2 separate regions of the Pan troglodytes genome follow, and region 1 is linked to region 2. Evidence: chromatin contacts called from public Hi-C data. All regions are on one chromosome and are shown on one strand. The core of a region is the stretch at or near the end of the contact, and the rest is flanking DNA. Distances in the headings are between cores, read along the strand shown.

The links. Hi-C and Micro-C count contacts between places; a contact is called where the count stands out from the background.
Region 1: a contact with region 2 is called in a Hi-C map of stem cell-derived neural progenitor cells, with 3 times the contacts expected there. The contact joins two enhancer-like sites. A contact is called at or near these places in 2 of 7 Hi-C or Micro-C datasets (induced pluripotent stem cells and stem cell-derived neural progenitor cells).

The regions. Positions count from the first base shown.
Region 1 is chr23:40,236,590-40,241,835 of NHGRI_mPanTro3-v2.0_pri, reverse strand. It overlaps TMEM184B (transmembrane protein 184B), which reads left to right. Exons shown (of 9, transcript NM_001251859.3): 4 at 2,242-2,332; 5 at 2,832-2,907. Among named protein-coding and RNA genes, the nearest start is that of MAFF, 28 kb to the right of the region's middle. Within about 2 kb of position 3,240, at least 10 of the 24 cell types and tissues checked have an H3K27ac peak or open chromatin away from gene starts, as enhancers often do. A contact at or near this core is called in induced pluripotent stem cells and stem cell-derived neural progenitor cells, where this site is marked.
Region 2 is chr23:40,077,426-40,082,141 of NHGRI_mPanTro3-v2.0_pri, reverse strand. PICK1 (protein interacting with PRKCA 1) reads right to left here. Exons shown (of 13, transcript NM_001280533.1): 6 at 3,443-3,532; 7 at 1,677-1,730; 8 at 824-886; 9 at 1-91. Among named protein-coding and RNA genes, the nearest start is that of SLC16A8, 12 kb to the left of the region's middle. Within about 2 kb of position 3,106, at least 10 of the 24 cell types and tissues checked have an H3K27ac peak or open chromatin away from gene starts, as enhancers often do. A contact at or near this core is called in induced pluripotent stem cells and stem cell-derived neural progenitor cells, where this site is marked.

The DNA.
Region 1 (5,246 bases), core at 1,991-4,490, 160 kb before region 2:
TGGAGACTTGTCTGTCCTGAGACATCCTGAGCTGCCTCCAGCACAGGCAGGCAGTACGCACGGCCCTCAGCCCTGTCTAGGGGCTCCTGGCCCTGCAGGCAGCAGATAGACGGTAATGGTCGTGACAGCCAACACCCAGCGCAGTGAGCCCCGGACACACTTCTGAACACTTTCATGCTCACGCCTCACAGCCACCTGCCAAGTTGGTGCTCCTGTGATCCCCTTTGATAGATGAGGAAACTGAACCCAAAGAGGCTCACACACATCGCATACCTCTGCTGTATATGTGTGAAGGGTGAAGGGACAGTCACAACAAGGCGTGGTCAGTGCTGGGGGACATATACATGGGGATGCCACCTGGAGATGGGAGCCCTTAATGGATTAGGGCAACCGTGAGTAGCATAAAATGCCGCAAATGTGTTCCTTTCCAAATCGCTGAAGGCCAGCTTTGCCTAAAAAACATCACCAGGGCTTTCCACGCTCCAGTTCAGTCAGTGAAACTGTTGTGGTGTGCCCCGTGTGTGCCACGAGTGGCACCTGTGTCCTGAGGAAGGAGAGAGGGGGAGACCAGTCATTGTGACACAGGGTGGGAAGTGTCTGCAAATCAGGTTCCGTGGGTAGGAGGGCACTCACCTCCACGATGGTCACCGGGGACTTGTCACACTGGGTGCCATCCCAGCTGGGGTTGATGGATCCTGAGAGTACAGCGGGAAGGGTGCTAGAACCTCTGGGATCTGGGAGTGCAGAAGCACCGAAGGATAAGAGAACCTGCTCTGGGGAGAAGCGCAGCATTAGTGCTGCTCGGGAGTGGCGGGAGCTTGGGCAGGGACCAGGTCACCCATTGAAAGATCAAGTGCCAAGCTGAGCGGCACCAGGGAGCCTGAAAGGACTCTGTGCTGCAGGGGCTGGCGGGGTCGGATGAGAAGAAGCCCTCTGGCTGGAGGGCCACCGTGGCTCCCTCGACCTGTTCTGACCCTGTTCTGCCCTTCCCCTTGGCCTTGTGCCTTTACTGGATGCCCATCCTCATTCCCATGTCCTCACCCTGGCTCTTCCTCTTGCGTTCTTTCCTTTTGGGTACCCTCTGCTGCACCCCTTTTCCCCCTCTTCTCCACACTCTCCTCCATCCTGGCATGTCCATTTGCCTCTAGCACCCTGCAGGCAGCAGCCTTCATTTTGCTGACCCAGAAGGAACCCCCTGACCAGGAGACCCGTTACAGCGTGCTGCTGTATTTATAGCATCAACATTTACAGCAGACTTGCTGTGCCATCACTCCCTGTGGCAAATTTTGGGTCTTTGTGGAGATATTGAGCCGAGTCCCAATTTAGAATGAGCAGCCCAAGCTTCCCGAGGTTTTTACTGTGTTCTGTGTGCTGCCGTGTGCTTTGTTGTAGCTCATAGTGCTGTGGGTATTCCGGATACCGCTACAGGTTGTTGACTGGATGAAGGTTCTGCCCTCTCACTCCTGCTTGGAATTTCTCCCAAGATTTTCACAGAGACTGTTTTGTTGTTATCTTATAAAATTGTGACCTGTAACACACAAGTATGTAAGACAAATATTTATTTATAAATACATTAGAGATGAGGTCTCGCTATGTTGCCCAGGCTGGAGTGCAGTGGCTGTTCAGAGGTGCGATCCCACTCTGGAGTTTGACTTGCTCTGTTTCCAACCTGGGCTGGTTCACCCCTCCTTAGGCAACCTGGTGATCCCCCACTCCCAGGAGGTCACCGTACTGCTGCCAGACTTGGTGCAGACACCAGATCGGTGTAGCACACTACAGGCCAGAACTCCCAGACTCAAGACGTCCTCCTGCCGCAGCAGTAGCTGGGACCACAGGCGCATGCCACTGCGCCCGGAAAAACTAATAAAGGCAATACTGTTTCGCCCCAGGGTGGACACTGCCAGCCCTCCCAAACCTCCTGAGTACCCACCCTTACCTCAGCCTCCTCTGGCCTCCCCACATAACCCTGAACTCACGACAGTCCCTTCATAGTATTAGGCCAGTGCAGGGGTGCATCCCGGGATAAGATAATTTAGGTGTGCCGGGTTTTGAACTTAGGAGTGGGAGGTCAGATGTCTGTGTTCTTGACGGGCTCCTTTTGCACAACCTTATGTCCCCCAGCCTCCTCCCTGTTGCCACACACGGCTGTGGCTCTTTCACCTCCATTGCTGTTTAGGATCCCAGCATCTGTGGACCCATTCTGCTGATTTGACTGGTTTCTCCTGGACACTCTCTTCGCAGCCTTGGTCATCTATAATTTCCTGAGCCTGTGCTATGAGTACCTAGGAGGAGAAAGTTCCATCATGTCGGAGATCAGAGGAAAACCCATTGAGTGAGTATGGAGTCTTCCCGGAGCCCTAAACCACCCCGTTTCCTGGGCCTGGTGTACCTCGAGCCGTCCTGGCACCAGCTGGACACAGACCATGTCTGCCCGTGACCTTGACCTGCTGTGCCTCACCACATTTCCTGAGCAACGCCATTCTTCTGGGCGTTTTAGGAGGGCCTCTGCGGCTCAGTCTTTCTCTCTCTGTCTCTTCCTGTCTCAGTCTTAGTGCTTTCCTGTCTGTTTCTGCCTCCTGCAGTTTTTACATTCAGAGCTCTCCAAGTTGGTTTGTCACCCCAGGGCCAGTGCAGCCCTGTGTCCCTCTGCCTATGGCATGTGCGGATGCCCTGCCATGCCTCTCCCTGTGCTTGGCCTCGGGTTCAAAGTCTGCCCAGAATGTGTGCCCCAGCTCGTCTGGATGGGTGGGAGGGCGGCCTTCCCCACCCCACTGTTCCCAAGTCCTGGCTCTTCACTCACTGCCACTGCCTGCTATGCTTGTCTCTTCCAGGTCCAGCTGTGTGTATGGCACCTGCTGCCTCTGGGGAAAGACTTATTCCATCGGATTTCTGAGGTTCTGCAAACAGGTGTGTGCCCCCAGCAGCTGCCTAGGTCAGGAGGAGCAGGGTGGGGTCTGGGAGGCCCTGCTGTGGGCTGCCCTGGGCCCCACCTTAGAGGTCCCCTTTCCTATGAGGCACCCCAGGCCCCCAGCACCCACCCCCCGAAGCTGTTAGGCAGATACCACATTAGCAGGGTGTGCTTGGAGGGGCAGTGACCGACATCCTGGGAGTGTCTGTTGCACTGTGGGCAAGAGCTGATCCCAGACTCTTGCTCATGTGACCAAGTCTCAGTGTGTGTGAAAATCAGAAGTGCATGGGGATTCTAGAACCTCCATTTGAAAACTTCTCATCAGCTGCAGCTAGGGGGCAGGAGGGTTTTGGCATTAAAGACACACGCCAGAACAGGCCTTTGCCGTCTCTCCGTCTCTCCCTGCATTTCCTGGTTGGCAATCCAGCCGCTCTAGCTTCCTGGGCTGACCTCCCTGTGGTCTAGAGTAGCCTGGGTGGGGGCAGTGTGGTGGGGTCGCTCAGTGTGTGGGCCTGGGTGTCTGACCATCTGAGCCTGATTTCCAGCTTTTCCTCTGACTGTGTGACCTTGGATAATTGGCTTGCCCTCTCTGAGCTTTAGTTTCCTCCACTGTAAAATGAGTGTAATGATAGTCCTCTCGAGAGATGGTTGTGAGGATCAGATGAGGTCATGGATGTAGAGCTTTCAGCCCGGTGTGGTGGAGCCCACGGCCTCCTGTTCAGGGAGGCAGAGTCTGAGGGGATCACACCCACTCTTCATGACCTTGCATTAGTCTCCTCTGGGGCTCCGTAGGGGCTCTGTCATGTCAGCCCCTCCAGCTTCGCCAAGAGTAGTCACGAAAGTACATGAAACCCACAGCCAAGTCACGATGGCCCCGGAGGGCGGGGCCTGCTGCTCCCTTCTGTGCAGGGCCCAGGCCACAGGGCGGGCACACCCACAAAGCCTCCACCTGAACATGCCAAGTCTCCAGTTCTGCTTCCAGACCTTCCTTCCCTAGCATGTTCCTAAATTCAGAATCTCACCACTGGACCTGCAGGGAAAGAGTTAAAACTATCCTGGGTTCAGGGTGGGGCATTGAGAGCCATTGTTTACCAGTTGGTGCAGCCACCCAGGTTCCGGCCAGCTGTGACTCACTGCCTTGTTTGATGATTATATTGTCTACAAAATTTTGATTTCATGATTGTTAGCTAGTGTGGCCTTGTTAGAAATTATTCCCCAGCCCTGTGGGCTCAGATGTTCTGTTCTTGTTCCTGGCGGTGGCAGGGAGAGATATAAGAAGAAAGAGAACAAAAGAGGCCTCTTCCTTTCTTTACCAGGGCGAGAGAGCACACCCCACAGCTTTGTCCTAGAGGCACAGAGACAGGCCTTTGACTCCTCAGGGCCAGTGCTCAATATCCAGACCTTCTGGAGAGATTCCCTACTTAAAGTAGAGATTCCCAGATCAACCACCCACTACCCTAGCCCATAGGAGAAGTTCTGGAATGGAGCCCTGGAACCTGGCACATGTCTAAAGCTCCCTGGGGGTTCTGATGTCCAGCCCAGCCTGGGAACTGCTGACTGGTCCAGGGTATGGTCAGGTGATGATTCTGGGGCCTGCTGGCCTGGGCTCTGCTGCTGCTGCTGCTGCTGCTTCAGCTTCTCTCTGCCTCAGTTTCCTCACCTGTACCATGGGGATAATGACAGCACCCACGTCAGGGGGCTGTCATGAGTACCAGGTGAGCTGACCCAGGGAAACACCAGCCTGTTGCTAGGCTCAGAACTGGAACTCATGCAAACTGCCGTTCTTCCCTTTTCCCCAGAAGGTGCCAGTCCCACTTCTCTAGGCGGGATGACAGGGCCAGGGACGTTCTGTGGGGCTTTCTGAGAGTGGGACTGCACGTCTGCCCCATCACGCGGGCCTCTCCGTATGGCAGCCCCATGGTGTGGGCTGCCTGGGGCTCCCCTGCAAGACCCACTCAGATCCCCAGTTGGGGCAGAAGCTGCAGGTTTCACGGATCACGGTTCCCTCTCCAGGCTCCTCGTCCTCTTTGCAGCTACACTAGTTGAGCCTTTTGGATTGGATTTAACCACCACCTCCCCCAGCTCTTCAGAAGGGGTCTTAGGGCTTAGATTTATTTGCTTTCAAGATAATGGTGATACTAGTGATGTTATGGGCACCATGGGTCCGCCCGTAGGGAATCGGGAAAACCTGGCTGAGGAACTCTTTCCGTGGCTCAGCCAGCTAGCAGGCGCCGTTAGTGCATGTACAGAGGCGGGAGACTCCCGGGAAGATGCTGCGCTTCCTGGCTGTGCCATCCCCGCAGCAGTGGCCCTGTGGTGTGGGGAGTGACTACATCCT
Region 2 (4,716 bases), core at 1,857-4,356:
CTGCGGTGGGCATCGGCGAACTTCACAAAAGCCTCGCTCGCAGCTGGCTGGGGCTCCCGCACCCCGATCACGGAGAACACGTCCCCAAAGGCTGCAGGACAAGTTTGCCTTGAAGGCTGCCCCTACTTGGCCCCCTAAGAGAAGCCAGGGGTTTGTTGGGGAGAAGCACGGCAGGGGGCCTGGCAGGCTGGAAGCCAATGTCTGCACAGGGGCTACACCTCCAAGAGAGCTGGTCTAAACCCCCTGAAGGAGCTGAGTCTACACCTGGAGGAAACTGGATTGACACCTCCAAGAGCTGGTCTGTGCCCCCTAAAGTCCTGAGTGTACACACCAAGGGAGTTGGCCCTCATTCCCCAGAGGGACCAGTGAGAGAAGACTGGGTCAAGGTTTGTGGAGGTGGCGCCGCCTGAGGCAGAACACTGGTACGAGTCTAGACACCTGGATTGGAACAAGAGCTCCACCACTTGGGAGCAGTGTGGCCCTCTCCTTTGTCTGGGCTTCATTTTCTGCAGTAGCTGGGGTCAGCTGCAGTCGGCCTGCCCAGAGTTACAGGTTGTCAGAAATATAAATACGCAAGGGCCTTGTGTACTGCTAGTGGCAGTGTGAGGAGACAGGGTGGGGCCTGTTCATCGTTGCGGCCCTTAAGAGACCAGCTGATCTAGATGCTCCCCGCAGGCCCATCGCAAATCCCAGCACCTGGGACCAGGCCCAGCCCAGAGGGAGCCTGAGGTCAGGTGCTGTGGGTCTGACCCACCTCAGCATGGGAGTGAGAGGCCCCAGGCATTGCCCAGGGTCACACCACAGCTTTGGGGGATGCCATTACCCCGGTGAGTCTGCGACAGCTCATAAAAGGCCCGTAGAAGGTTCTTGGTGTGTTCCGTCATCCCTGTGGGAGAGACCGAGTGATGCGGAATGGGGACGCATGGCGGGGACCACACTGGCCCAGGGCAAGGCCTCCAACTGCCCATGCCACCCAAGGCCTCTGCTAGGCCCTGATACATGGCCTTTCCCCACCGCCCAACCACAGCCCAGGGGTAAAAGCTCAGTCCGACCCAACCCGTGAGGAGCCCCATCAGACAGGGGCGCCAGCATTTTGTAAGATGCAGGGGTACACAGCCTGCTGTGGGCTTTAGCCCTGGGACAGCGTGGGATTCCGGGGGACTCTCGCTATGTTTACAAGTGCTATTCTCTGAATTTTTATGAGTATCAGGTTTTGTTTTTTTTGAGATCGGGTCTTGCTCTATTCCCCAGACTAGAGTGCGGTGGTGTGATCTTGGCTCACTGCAACCTCTGCCTCCCTGGTTCAAGCGATTCTCATGCCTCAGCCTCTCGAGTACTGATTATAGGCACACACCATCATGCCTGGCTAATTTTTGTATTTTCAGTAGAGATGGCGTTTCACCATGTTGGCCGGGCTGGTCTCAAACTCCTGACCTTAAGTGATCCGCCCACCTCAGCCTCCCAAAGTGCTGGGATTACAGGTGTGAGCCACTGCACCAGGCCCCTGAGTTATTTTTAAATTCAGAAGAAGTATATATTCTTAAGAACTCTTAATGCCCATGGTCCTAGGATTTTGTAGGCTGGCATTCCTAGCGCCAGCACCCCTGTTGCCACTCTGCTGAGAGCATGCTCTCTGGGGCAGAGCTAGTGCCAGGACGAGGCCACCCCCCACCCACCTTTGTACAGCTCGGCGGTCCGCTCCAGCTCCTCTAGCCTCTTGACAAGCCCATCTGTCGGGATTCAAAGAAGAGGGGAGGTCAGTGGGCTCAGCAAGCCACAGGAGGCCCAGGGCCATGCTGGGGAGGGGAGAGGCAACCCCAGAGGAGAACCAGGATGGGAAAGATCAGGGGTCCCAGGGAGGGGGATTTGGCACCTCGGGTCAGCTGGGTTCAAAGGTGTTTTGTAAATGACTAGGCCCTCCTCATGGCCAGCGGAGGGTCCGTGCCTAGCAGGCAAAACTCCCACACTTCTATCACAAAGCCTGCTGGTAGCTGGGGAGGAAGGCTGGCAGGGGCCATAGGAATGGAGATGGAGCAGCCAGGCCTCTAGCGCAGGAAGGACATGGTCTCTGCCTCCCAAGCACACAGATGGCTCAGAAGGGAAAACGCAACTTGGGGAGGGAGGGGGAAATTCAGGAAGGCTGAGAGAGCTCACACTGGGAAGAGGCCTTGGTGATCACTCATTGGCTCAGTGTTTCTTGAGCACCTACTGTGTGCCAGCCACCATGTCAGGCTCACTTTGAGCCAAGTCTTGCTCTCAAGGCTGAAAGCCCAGCAGAGAAGCCAGCCCAGTGGCCGGGCGATGGGCAGCAGTGTGATGGTGAGGGCTGCAGGGGAGAGGTGGGGCAGTCAGACGCTCTCTGCTCCCCAGCCTCCTGTGTTGACCTGGGTCAGGGTTTTTTAGCAGAAGAGGGGAGGAGCGGAGGCTGTGTTCAGGCCTCTCTGGGCAGGGAGGTGGCAGTGCGACAGGCTGTCGGGGAAGGAAGGGAGCAATTCAGAGGTCTTGGGGAGGCTTTGGCCACCCGGTGGCCTCCAGGCCTGGACTCCCCAGAGCCTTAGCACCTGGCCAGCCGGCAGGAAAGGAGCCATGTAAGCATCGTGTTGTTGTTTTTAGCTGGGTCATGGGACATCATGACAGCTTCAATTTTAGAAACCCTATTTAAGGCCAGGGAAATTGCAAGGTTTGGGGGGAAAAACACAACAACCAGTTCTAATTTCATCTCAACGGCTGGTAACTACAGTAACAGGGATTTATAGGCACCAGGAGGCTGAAAATAGCAGCCGCCACTTTTGTACACCATTTGGAACAAGCTCAGTCCCCACCCCCACTTCCCTAGCCAATAAAGCCCAGTGTGCCCAGCTGAGCCTACAATTTCTAGAGGTATTTATATCTACCCCACAGGCACACTGCAGAGCTGCTGCTATTTTTAAACTCGGACTGGCGACGGTAGGAGGGGGACTGAGTGTTTCGCTGGCCACCCCAGGGAGGGAAAGTGTGTGCGCATGTGTGCATGCGTGTGTAAATGTGCATGTACACGCCTCCCCCCTCGCCTGCGCAGCCACCACGAAGGGAGGACCTGCAGAAGCAAGGGCAGCAGCGCCACCTCCTGGACAAAGGAGGCAGGAGGTGGGCAGCGAGAGTGCTGGGGTGAGGGGTAAGGGGGCTGAGGGCAGGGGCAGAGGCACCTCCCCACACTAAGTCTGTTTTCCCATCTGTGACCTGAGGGACACTGGCTAAGACAGCCCAGCTGACAGCTGTGGACCCTCCGGGAGCTGGAGAGGCCTCTGGGGATGCAGAGATGGTGACTTCTCAGTTCCACGGGCAGAGGCCAGGGTCAGACCCGCGGGACCCACAGCAGCTTGGTGGGCAGCCATGGTGCCCCGCCCTCTTCTCAGCCTGGGCTTGAGTCCCCAGGGCCCCAGCTGGGTGGGAAGGGACTCACCATTGCACAGGATGGCTCGGCTCAGGCCCAGAGCATCTGCGGTCCCTGAACTCATGTTCTCCACCAGCCGGTGCTTGACTTTCTTCAACACTGAGCGGGGGACAAAGGACCTGGTGAGTCTGTGGCTGCCCAGAGGCCATCCCTGCCCCCAGCCTTACCTCCATTCACAGGGAGCACCCCATAGTGGGCAGAAGGGCTGCTGGGGGTGGCTGTGAAGTGGGGAATGTCCAGTGGGGAGGTCCTAGGCCCCTGCCCTATTCCCTCTGCTTCACAGAGGTGCTGGGAGCCTGGGCAGTTAAACATGAAGTGCTTCGCCCAGGGCCTGCTGCGCAACATCAACTGGTGGTCGCTGAGAGCCCAATGCTGCCCGGGCTCAGCACAGGCTAATGGAAGCCAAGGAGGCCTCTTCCCCTCCTCTGTGTCACATCAGGACCTAGGGTGTCACATAAAGGAGAGGGAGAGAAGAGGGGCCCTGGGCTGGTTATGTGAAAGTAATGGGCACCATCAACGACCATGAAGCTCGGACCCCAGACTCAATTACTGCATCTGACCAGCTTAGTCCTAGGAAGGGGACTTAGTCCTGTGTTGGAACCAGAGGGTTTCGGAGGGAGCTCCCAGATAGATCCAGCCTGCCCTTAGCCCCTTGGCCTCTGGCCCTAGGGTGTATGAAGAGGATTGCTGGGCTCCGGAGCTGAGACCTAGGTGTGCGCTCACCAGGGGCTGCAGTGCCCTCTCTGGGTCTCAGGCTTTGATCCGTAATGTGAAGCGGCCAGTCCAGAGGACTCGAAGCTGCTGTCCAGCTCTTGAGTCTCAAAGTTTCTACAGAACCGAGGCTCAGCCCCTCTAACAGGAGGGAACTTATCCCAGGGCGCAGACCCTCTGCCCAACGCCTGAGGTCCAGTTCAGATCCAGAGTCCCCCTGGGAGTTGATGGCAGGAGAGGCCAGGGAGGAGTGCGCTGTGCTAGAGGGCATGAGGCGCCAGGCCAGGGTTAGGCTGCTCTCCCTTTATGAAGAGTGAGGCCCCGGGCCATGGAAGCCGAGGCGCTGGCCCGCAAAGGACAACCCTAGGGTAGCAAGTTCCCAGAGGACGTGGCCGAAGCGGGGAGGTAGGGGTGAAACGCGGGGGAGTGAGAAACCAGGGACAGAGTACAGGAACAGACGCAGGGAGAGCACCGGGAGGCCTCCCAGGCCTTTCAGATTTGCTTGGTCAGAGGTCAGAGCCCACAGCCATGTAACTCTGGATTCTCCTGTCATAAAGGGGAGGGCAGGGCTG